3 separate regions of the Mus musculus genome follow, and all the other regions are linked to region 2. The links are chromatin contacts, called in public HiChIP or PLAC-seq maps. All regions are on one chromosome and are shown on one strand. The core of a region is the stretch at or near the end of the contact, and the rest is flanking DNA. Distances in the headings are between cores, read along the strand shown. Region 1 holds the start of Drd5 (dopamine receptor D5). Region 2 holds the start of Wdr1 (WD repeat domain 1). Region 3 overlaps Clnk (cytokine-dependent hematopoietic cell linker).

Region 1 (2,771 bases), core at 166-2,665, 240 kb before region 2:
GGAGCTATCTGATATGCCTGGCCAAAGGGGAGCTGTTGGGAACTTCTCTGTCGGGAGGAACCATGCTAGAATCTATCCAACCAAAAAGCAGAATGAGAACTCTGCTTGTGGTTGAGTGGAGGGTGGGCTTGTGACCAGGGCAGGTCAGTGCCTCTGAGGCTGGGATGGTGATACCTTAATGAAACCAGAGACAAGGCCACCAGCCACAGAGAGGAGAGGCACGAGTGAAGGATGACTGTCCAGTTCGCGCTCTGGCACGCGGACAGGTGGTCTGTCCGTCTCCCCCAGCAGAAAGATGGGAGCAAGGTGAAAGATGCAAAGGTATTGGAGGTTCAGATGCAAGGGCCCCAGGGAGATGCTCAAAGCGCAAGTGCTTCTGGGAGGAGGGCAAGCAGCGGGAACAGGAGGCAACACCTGCAGGGGAAGAGCAACCAACCGTCAGGTGCTTGCTTTCACTTCATCTGAGCTCAACACCACCAGGGAGAGAGGAACATCTCGAGACTTGTGTGTGAGAGAAGTGCTAAGGCCTGGGAACACTGCTCTCTCTCCACTCTTTCCCCACAGTCCTCCCCCGCCCCCACTTTCCCTCTCCAGGTTGGGTTCTTACAGTTTTAAGTTTCTGTGAAACACACTGAATCATCAGCCCCCTCCACCCCCTCCCTGCCCCTTCAGTAAATTGAGAACGTCTGAAATTAGGAAAGGAGAGAAAGGAGGGGTGATCTTGAGGAGGCCTGAGTCTCAGGCGTGAGGGGAGGAGGTGGGATTAGGGGATACTCTCACCGGATTACCTTCTGGGTGATTCTCTCAAATCCTTGCGCACCCAGGAAGGGGACCTTTTTGTCTCTCTTTCTAGGAGAAGAAACCAAGAACCAGAAAAGCTGAGTAGAGAATTCAGGGTCCTGTGACCCAGAATAGGGGTTTGGGATAAGGTTGTGACATCGAAGGCCTTCCCCTTATTCTCCAAGTCTGGTTTGTCTAGAGGCCTCTGCGATCCACTTCTTCACCCAGAGGTGGTCCAGGAGAGGCACCTGGTGTTTGGGAGAAGCCAGTTCCTGGGCTTGGGGCGAGGGTATGGCACCGAGGCCACTCTCGGATCTGTGTGTGGCCTCTAAAGTTGGAAGAAGACAGCAGAGTCACAATTCCAGGACGCAGGTGGGAGGGCGCGCGGGCCGCAGAAGCGTGGCTGATAGGAGCGGGCGGGCGCCCGTGCCGTGGCAGCCACCGCGCTAGAGAGATCGCCCGGTGCCCGCGACTCTGGACCCCGCCCCCGTTGGCGGCCGCTCTGCGTTTCTACGACTCAGAACCAGACGCAGCGGCAGCCGCCGTCCGGCGCGCTGCCGACAGGATCGGCCCGCGAGCACCGGTCGCTTCCTGTCCCATCCTGGGGACTAGAGGCGCGCAAGACTGATACCATTAAAGGATCCCAAGCAGTGCAGGGTGAGCGCCCCTCGGGTCTGGGGACGGTCAGCTGCAGGGCCGGGAGCACCCTCTGGGGTGCCCGATGGGGCCTTCCGCGGGGCGCAGGGGCGAAGTTGGGATCGCACGCAGTGAGCCCGAGCTACCCAGCGCGACATGCTGCCTCCTGGGCGCAATGGCACCGCACATCGGGCGCGGCTGGGGTTGCAGAGGCAACTGGCGCAGGTGGACGCCCCCGGGGGCTCAGCAGCCCCACTGGGACCCGCGCAGGTGGTCACCGCTGGCCTCCTGACTCTCTTAATCGTCTGGACCTTGCTCGGCAACGTCCTAGTGTGTGCTGCTATCGTCCGCAGCCGCCACCTGCGCGCCAAAATGACCAACATCTTCATCGTATCTCTGGCCGTCTCAGACCTCTTCGTGGCATTGCTGGTCATGCCTTGGAAGGCCGTGGCTGAGGTGGCCGGGTACTGGCCCTTTGGGGCATTCTGCGACATCTGGGTGGCCTTTGACATCATGTGCTCCACTGCTTCCATCCTGAATCTGTGTATCATCAGCGTGGACCGGTACTGGGCTATTTCCAGACCCTTCCGCTACGAGCGCAAGATGACCCAGCGTGTAGCCCTGGTCATGGTGGCCCTGGCCTGGACCTTGTCCATCCTCATCTCCTTTATCCCGGTCCAACTCAATTGGCACAGAGACAAGGCAGGCTCCCAGGGCCGAGAGGGCCTGCTGTCCAATGAGACACCCTGGGAGGAAGGTTGGGAGCTAGACGGGAGAACAGAGAACTGTGACTCCAGCCTGAACCGAACCTACGCCATCTCCTCGTCGCTCATCAGCTTCTATATCCCGGTAGCCATCATGATAGTGACCTACACGCGCATCTACCGCATTGCACAGGTTCAGATCCGCCGTATCTCCTCCCTAGAAAGGGCAGCTGAGCATGCTCAGAGTTGCCGGAGCCGTGGGGCCTGCGAACCTGACCCCAGCCTGCGAGCATCCATCAAGAAGGAGACCAAGGTCTTCAAAACCCTGTCCGTGATCATGGGGGTCTTCGTGTGCTGCTGGTTGCCTTTCTTCATCCTGAACTGTATGGTTCCCTTCTGCAGCAGTGGAGATGCCCAGGGCCCAAGGACTGGCTTCCCTTGTGTCAGCGAGACCACCTTCGACATATTCGTCTGGTTTGGCTGGGCCAACTCCTCTCTCAACCCCATCATCTATGCCTTTAATGCAGACTTCCGGAAGGTGTTCGCCCAGCTGCTGGGGTGCAGCCACCTCTGCTTCCGGACCCCCGTGCAGACGGTAAACATCAGTAATGAACTTATTTCCTACAACCAAGACACGGTCTTCCACAGGGA
Region 2 (2,700 bases), core at 190-2,689:
GCAGCCCTTTGCCAAGCATAGCCCTAAGTCCAGCCTTCAGCTTCTACCCTACACCATTCCTCAGGCCTGAGCACGGGAGAGACAAGATTTGAGCCACATCCTGGAAATGGAGAGGAGGCCCAGCAGACTGACTCATTTCAACAACCAGAGGAAAAAAACATGAATTTGCAAGGGCCTCCCAAAAAGCTGCTGCTCTGGGGACAGCAGGTCATTTTCAGAGAACCATCCAGAGGAATTCACTAGTTCCTGTTTCCTCTCAGAGACTCAAGTCTGTAACAGTTGGCATTCAGAGGACAGGGTGTGTAGGCCTGGGCTCTAGCATACCAGGAAGCCCAGGGTATTAGGATGATTAAGCACAAGGGCCATTTACCAAGTGCTCCATTTATGCCAGGTACAGACAGCATTAGGACAGCTGACCAGCTCATTCAGCCAGCCAAGGCAGCCAGGGGAAGTGGAGGATCATTTCCCTATCTCCATTTCCCCAATGCGGAAACTGGGCTCAGGAAGGGCCAATCAACAGCCACCCCATGATCAAGCAGCAGCAGACTCAAAGCCCTTGGCTCTAAGGACTGAAGAGACCCAAGTCTTAGTTTGCCAGTCTACGGGGCTGTGGGGGTAGAGGTGGATGACACCACCACCAGTCCAGTCCAGTCCACTGAGCCTCCAAGGTGTGGCTCCTGGGCAGAAGGGGCGTGGCTCCCCTCTCCCCAGGCCAACTGACTGGGAGGTGAGGGGGCGGAAGGGCAAGAATTTCCCGACTCTGAAGGTAGCTCGCAGGGTAGGGACGGAAGCAGGCCCCGCCGGGCACAAGAGTACTCACATCGATGTTTCTTAGGATGACGCACTTGCCATTGGTGTAGAGGAAATGATCGCCCTTGGGGTCTCCACCGAGGATCTTAGAGACGCCCCGCTCCACCTGGGGGAGGCTGGCGAACACCTTCTCTGGGGAGATACAAACCCGGCACGGTGCATGAGGGGCAATCCCGGCCTCGCGGGACCCAGGGAGTTGCAGTCAGTCAGCGCTGGGGGTCCCGAGCCGGTCACCTGTTGCCGCCTGCGGGCACGACCGGCGGACTTCCCGGGCGGCGGCGGTCAGGCCCCGGGGTCCCTCCCGCAGCTCGGCCGGCCCAGTCCACAACGCCCACTCCGGGGTCCCCGGCCCGCACCCCCGCGGCCGTGCAAGACCCCGGCCGCGCCCTCCCGCCTGCACCCGACCCCAGAAGCCGGCGGCCGCGCGCGGAGGCCCACGCACTCACTGATCTCGTACGGCATCCTCGCCCACTTGTTACGGCGCTGCGCTCGAGTGGAACCTCGCAGTGGCCGAGCCCAGGGACAGCGCGGAAGGCGGCGCCGGGCGTGCCGGGCGCGGAGGGGGCGGTCCGAGACCCGGCTCCGAGACCCGTACGCGCCTGCCCCGCGCGCTACCGCTGCGGACAACCCAACCCGGAAGCGCGGCCCCGGCGCGGCTCGCCCCCAGCTTTGACCATATATAGTCAAGCGCTCGGCTCGGAGGCTGCAGCCCCACGAGCCTGCGCGGACACCGCCCCGCCCCGCTTGCGGGCCCGCCCCGGAAGTGACGTGACGCGACCCGTGAAAAGGCGGCGCGGAGGGTTGTAGGTGCGGGGCGGGAGGGTTTTTTTTCTTGGGCTGTCTGCCTTTGCACCGGGAGCCTTCTTGTGGAGCAGATCTTTCTCGAGCTTTCCAACGCCAGCTTGGCGCCCCGGCTTGCAAAAGACTTGAAGCCACTGGGCGTATGGGGTTTTGTTTGTTTGCCTTTCACTGGGTATGTTTAGGAACTTCCCCGTCTCACTCCCTCTCCCTCCTGCATGAAACTTCCTAGTAGCAAAGAAGCCAAGAATAAAGAACTGTAATTCTTAAGGATGGCAGGGGTTGTTTCCTAACACGCTCTGGGGAGGGCGTGAGGGTGGAATTCTTTTCATGGAGAGGGAAAGAAAGCAAAACCTGGAATTTTCTGAGTCTCGCAGGTTTTGATTAGGGCAAGATGAAGTCCTCTGGTTACTTGATTGAAAAGTTCTGAAGCCCTAGTTGGAAACCCGGAAAGTGGGCTTTCAAAGGAGAGCTCTTAGGAATTTGCAGCAAATGAAAAAGTCCATTTCTGCTTTGGAGCCAGGTTTGTTAATTACCCTGCGGACCAGTCCCACCCCACTCTCCTGGTTCACCTGGACACCCACCTGATTCTCCTCTAGCTTATCTTAATCTTAACTGCCATCTAGTTAGCAGTTAAATGAATTTATAGCCTATAGGAGTGCCCAGGTTTCGTAGAGAAGAGTTTAAGTGTACTCGGTAGGTCCTGTGTGGGAACCTCAGTATTTTTTGAAAAGTCTGTTTTCCTTAGTACCTAGTCTCTTGTGCTGATAGACTAGTATTTTTAAGGTTCTATGAATGTTACCCCCTGCCCTCTGTGACCTTTTGTTTGCCAGGATTGCTTGTCTAGGGATCCCACCTGTTATGTTTTATATAAAAAAAGAAAAGAAAAGAAAAAGAAGCCAGGGATATGTTTGGTGGAGGTGCAGTATGTTGTGGGGGAAAGGGGTGCCTCTGAGGGCCCATCCTGAACTGAGGCATCCCCTCCCCCTGAGGTACCAGCCACAGAACAGTATAATATGGAAATAGCTTATTTAGGACATGGGGAGGAGAGTTGAGGGGATAGTAGAGACAGAAAGACAGAGTAGAGGCCAG
Region 3 (2,700 bases), core at 196-2,695, 190 kb after region 2:
ATGTGAATGGATGGAGGCTTGCTGGATCTTGTTCACAGAGCTTCCAAGGCCAAATGCCTGTGCTTCTCTGTTTCAGGAGCTGGTACAAATCATTTAAATTAACAGCAAAACAAAATGATTAAATTCATAAAAATCGATTTCATATGTATGAGTGCTTTGGTTGTGTGTTGTCAGTGTGTCACGTGTGTGCTGTGTCTGTGGAGGCCTCAGAGCCCCTGGGACTGAGCTACCATGTGGGTGCTGGGGATCAAACCTGGTTCCTCTGAAAGAGTAGCTAGTGCTCTTAATCTCTGAACCATTGCTCCAGTCCCACAAATGTGATTTTTAATGTCTTACCGAGGAGGTGGCAAAGGAGTCTGTGAAAGGAAACAGAACCAGGAGTTAAATTCACTATTTTTTGGGCAGGACCACTGATTAAAATTTTCCTCCTCCCCCTCCCCTCCCCTCCCCTCCCCTCCCCTCCCCTCCCCTCCCCTCCCCTCCCCTCCCCTCCCCTCCCCTCCCCTCCCCTCCCCTCCTCTGTTCTCCCCTCCCCTCCCCTCCCCTCCTCTGCCCTCCCTCCTCCTCCTCTCTTCTCCCCTCCCCTCCCCTTCCCTCCCCTCCCCTCCCCCTCCCCTCCCCTCCCTTCCCCTCCCCTCTCCTCCTCCTCCTCCTCCTCCTCCTCCTCCTCCTCCTCCTCCTCCTCCTCCTCCTCCTCCTCTTCTTCTTCTTCTTCTTCTTCTTCTTCTTCTTCTTCTTCTTCTTCTTCTTCTTCTTCTCCCTTCTTTCTTCCCCCAAATTCTCCCTTCTTTCTTCCCCCTTCTTCTTCCCCCTTCTTATCTTTCTTCCCCCTTCTTTCTCCTTTTCTTTCTTCCCCCTTCCTTCTTCCCACTTCCTTCTTCCCCTTTCCTTCTTCCCCCTTCCTTCTTCCCACTTCCCACTTCCTTCTTCCCCCTCTCCCCCCTCCCTTCTCCCTTCTCTCTTTTCTCTTCTCCCTCCTCCTCCTCTTCCTCCTCCTCTTCCTTCTTCTTCTTCTCCTCCTCCCCTCCTCCTCTTATTCTTTTGTTTAGGACCAGAGGACGGAGGACGAAGGAGCGAGGACTTATGCTTGCCAGGCAAGCACTCTACCACTGAGCTAAATCCCCAACCCCAGAATGTTTTGATTTACCAATGAAAAGGAAAAAATGATTGAAATCCCAGAACACGGTTTCCCAGTGACATTTAAGCTGCATCTTGCTGTGTCTGTATGTCTGCGCCTTTGAAGAGTAACAAGTACATTTTAATATTTTTCACTTACCTTGTTTATTTTTGTGTATTTGAATCCTAAAACATAAGACAGAGAAGACCATGAGCCCGGTGGAAAACTGGAAAATGTCATCAAATACTCTGGAAAGGACTCTGGACAGCTCAAGCGCGGTGGAGAGCTGGTCTCTGGCAGGTCTTGCCCTTCTCTCCTTTCCCTTTGTCTTGCTAAAACCCATTAGATTACATTCCTAAAGCTAGCCACCAGGGTGCTTTCCCTTCCCTGTTCACTTCCTCCTCCTGAGGCGGACTACCAAGGTCTAGCTATCAGAGCCCCCTCTGGCTCACCCAGTTAACATGCCCAATTAAAATTAAACACATCATAACAGTGTTTGCCATTTTACCTTTATAAACTGTTATTTTTCTATGTGCCACATTTGCCTCCTCTCTGTCCTCTGTCTCCCAGTGACAAATACCCCTCCTCCCTCTTGCTTGTTTCCTTCTGCTTCTTTCTTATCCTCTTTTTTTCTGTCTTTGTCTCTTATTCCCTGGCCTCTGTCCCTTTGGGCCAAATAAATGTCCTAAGTGCTGAGAACTTGGTCTTGGGGGTTGTGAGCCAATTCTTTTCCTTTCAATGCTTACATATGCTTCTATAGAAACCACTCCTATATTCAGTAAGATTGACGGCACTCTTAATGATACTTATTGGGATCTGATCAGTTGCCAGGCATGATGCTGAACCCTTTAGTGTAGGGATCTATTGCATTCCCACCCACCCTATCAGAATGAAGCATTTAAGATGCGGGGAAATTAAACATTCCACAAGCTAGAGAAACAGAAGCAGATCACTGTGAGTGGTGTGACTCTTAAGGACCCACGAACATCACCCTCTCACTATCCCTCATCCTTACTCTTGGAAACCACCTTGCACTTCCTGCTACTATGAGCTATGCAGTTTCACGTTTATCTATGTGACTGCGTGCAGCATTGCATCTGTCTGTGTCTTTGTCTCACCCAGTGTATTGTCTCCAGACCCATATATGTAGTCACAAATGGTAGGCTTCCCTCCCTTGTGGGACTGAGTAAAACTCCATTGTATAGATGTATACTGTCTTTTTACCCAGGCAGGACAGACAGATTGCTTCCATGGTTTGCTTTATGGATAATGCTGTAGGGAGATGGAGTGGACATGGCTCTTCAAGATCCTAACAATGCCTTGGATGGATACGACAGGTTGTATTCTTGGGTTGCAGGATCTGATTTTACGTTTTAGAGGAAATACTATACTGTATACTGAAACACTATGCCCAGATGACTATGCCAGCATGAGTTCTTGCCAACAGCAGGCACTGCCCTGCACCTTGTGATGTCACTTTAGATGGGGAGCTCATACTTAAAGCATCCTTCCTCATTCTAGGAAGCTTTCATAGTAAGCATGGTAGACCTTCCTGATGCCACGTGTGTCTATTCTGTGTCTCT

The links. HiChIP or PLAC-seq counts read pairs in DNA pulled down with a chosen protein or histone mark.
Region 1: a contact with region 2 is called in an H3K4me3 HiChIP or PLAC-seq map of the 230-238 cell line, with 21 read pairs. The contact joins the promoter of Drd5 here to the promoter of Wdr1 in region 2. A contact is called at or near these places in 17 of 39 promoter capture datasets (the 3T3-L1 cell line, the C10 cell line, the HPC-7 cell line and 12 more), 3 of 15 datasets of contacts at CTCF or cohesin (the G1E-ER4 cell line, embryonic stem cells and large pre-B cells), 14 of 484 Hi-C or Micro-C datasets (the AML12 cell line, CD4 T cells, CD8 T cells and 10 more), 42 of 115 datasets of contacts at active chromatin or transcription factors (the 230-238 cell line, the HPC-7 cell line, the SCID.adh cell line and 27 more) and 4 of 9 other capture datasets (adipose tissue, embryonic stem cells, liver and 1 more).
Region 3: a contact with region 2 is called in an H3K4me3 HiChIP or PLAC-seq map of embryonic stem cells, with 15 read pairs. The contact joins the enhancer-like site here to the promoter of Wdr1 in region 2. A contact is called at or near these places in 1 of 39 promoter capture datasets (cranial neural crest), 6 of 484 Hi-C or Micro-C datasets (cerebellum and embryonic stem cells), 5 of 115 datasets of contacts at active chromatin or transcription factors (all in embryonic stem cells) and 1 of 9 other capture datasets (pancreatic islet).

Annotation. Positions count from the first base shown.
Region 1 is chr5:38,318,094-38,320,864 of GRCm38.p6, forward strand. It overlaps Drd5 (dopamine receptor D5), which reads left to right and starts at 1,416. Exons shown (of 1, transcript NM_013503.3): 1 at 1,416-2,771. The coding sequence starts at 1,573. Gm26560 (a long non-coding RNA gene) reads right to left here. Exons shown (of 8, transcript XR_868375.3): 6 at 789-849; 7 at 175-414.
Region 2 is chr5:38,560,260-38,562,959 of GRCm38.p6, forward strand. It overlaps Wdr1 (WD repeat domain 1), which reads right to left and starts at 1,440. Exons shown (of 15, transcript NM_011715.3): 1 at 1,257-1,440; 2 at 821-942. The coding sequence starts at 1,272.
Region 3 is chr5:38,751,491-38,754,190 of GRCm38.p6, forward strand. It overlaps Clnk (cytokine-dependent hematopoietic cell linker), which reads right to left. Exons shown (of 19, transcript NM_013748.3): 9 at 1,277-1,302; 10 at 337-356. Among named protein-coding and RNA genes, the nearest start is that of Gm22779, 53 kb to the left of the region's middle. Within about 2 kb of position 1,446, at least 5 of the 459 cell types and tissues checked have an H3K27ac peak or open chromatin away from gene starts, as enhancers often do. A contact at or near this core is called in embryonic stem cells, where this site is marked.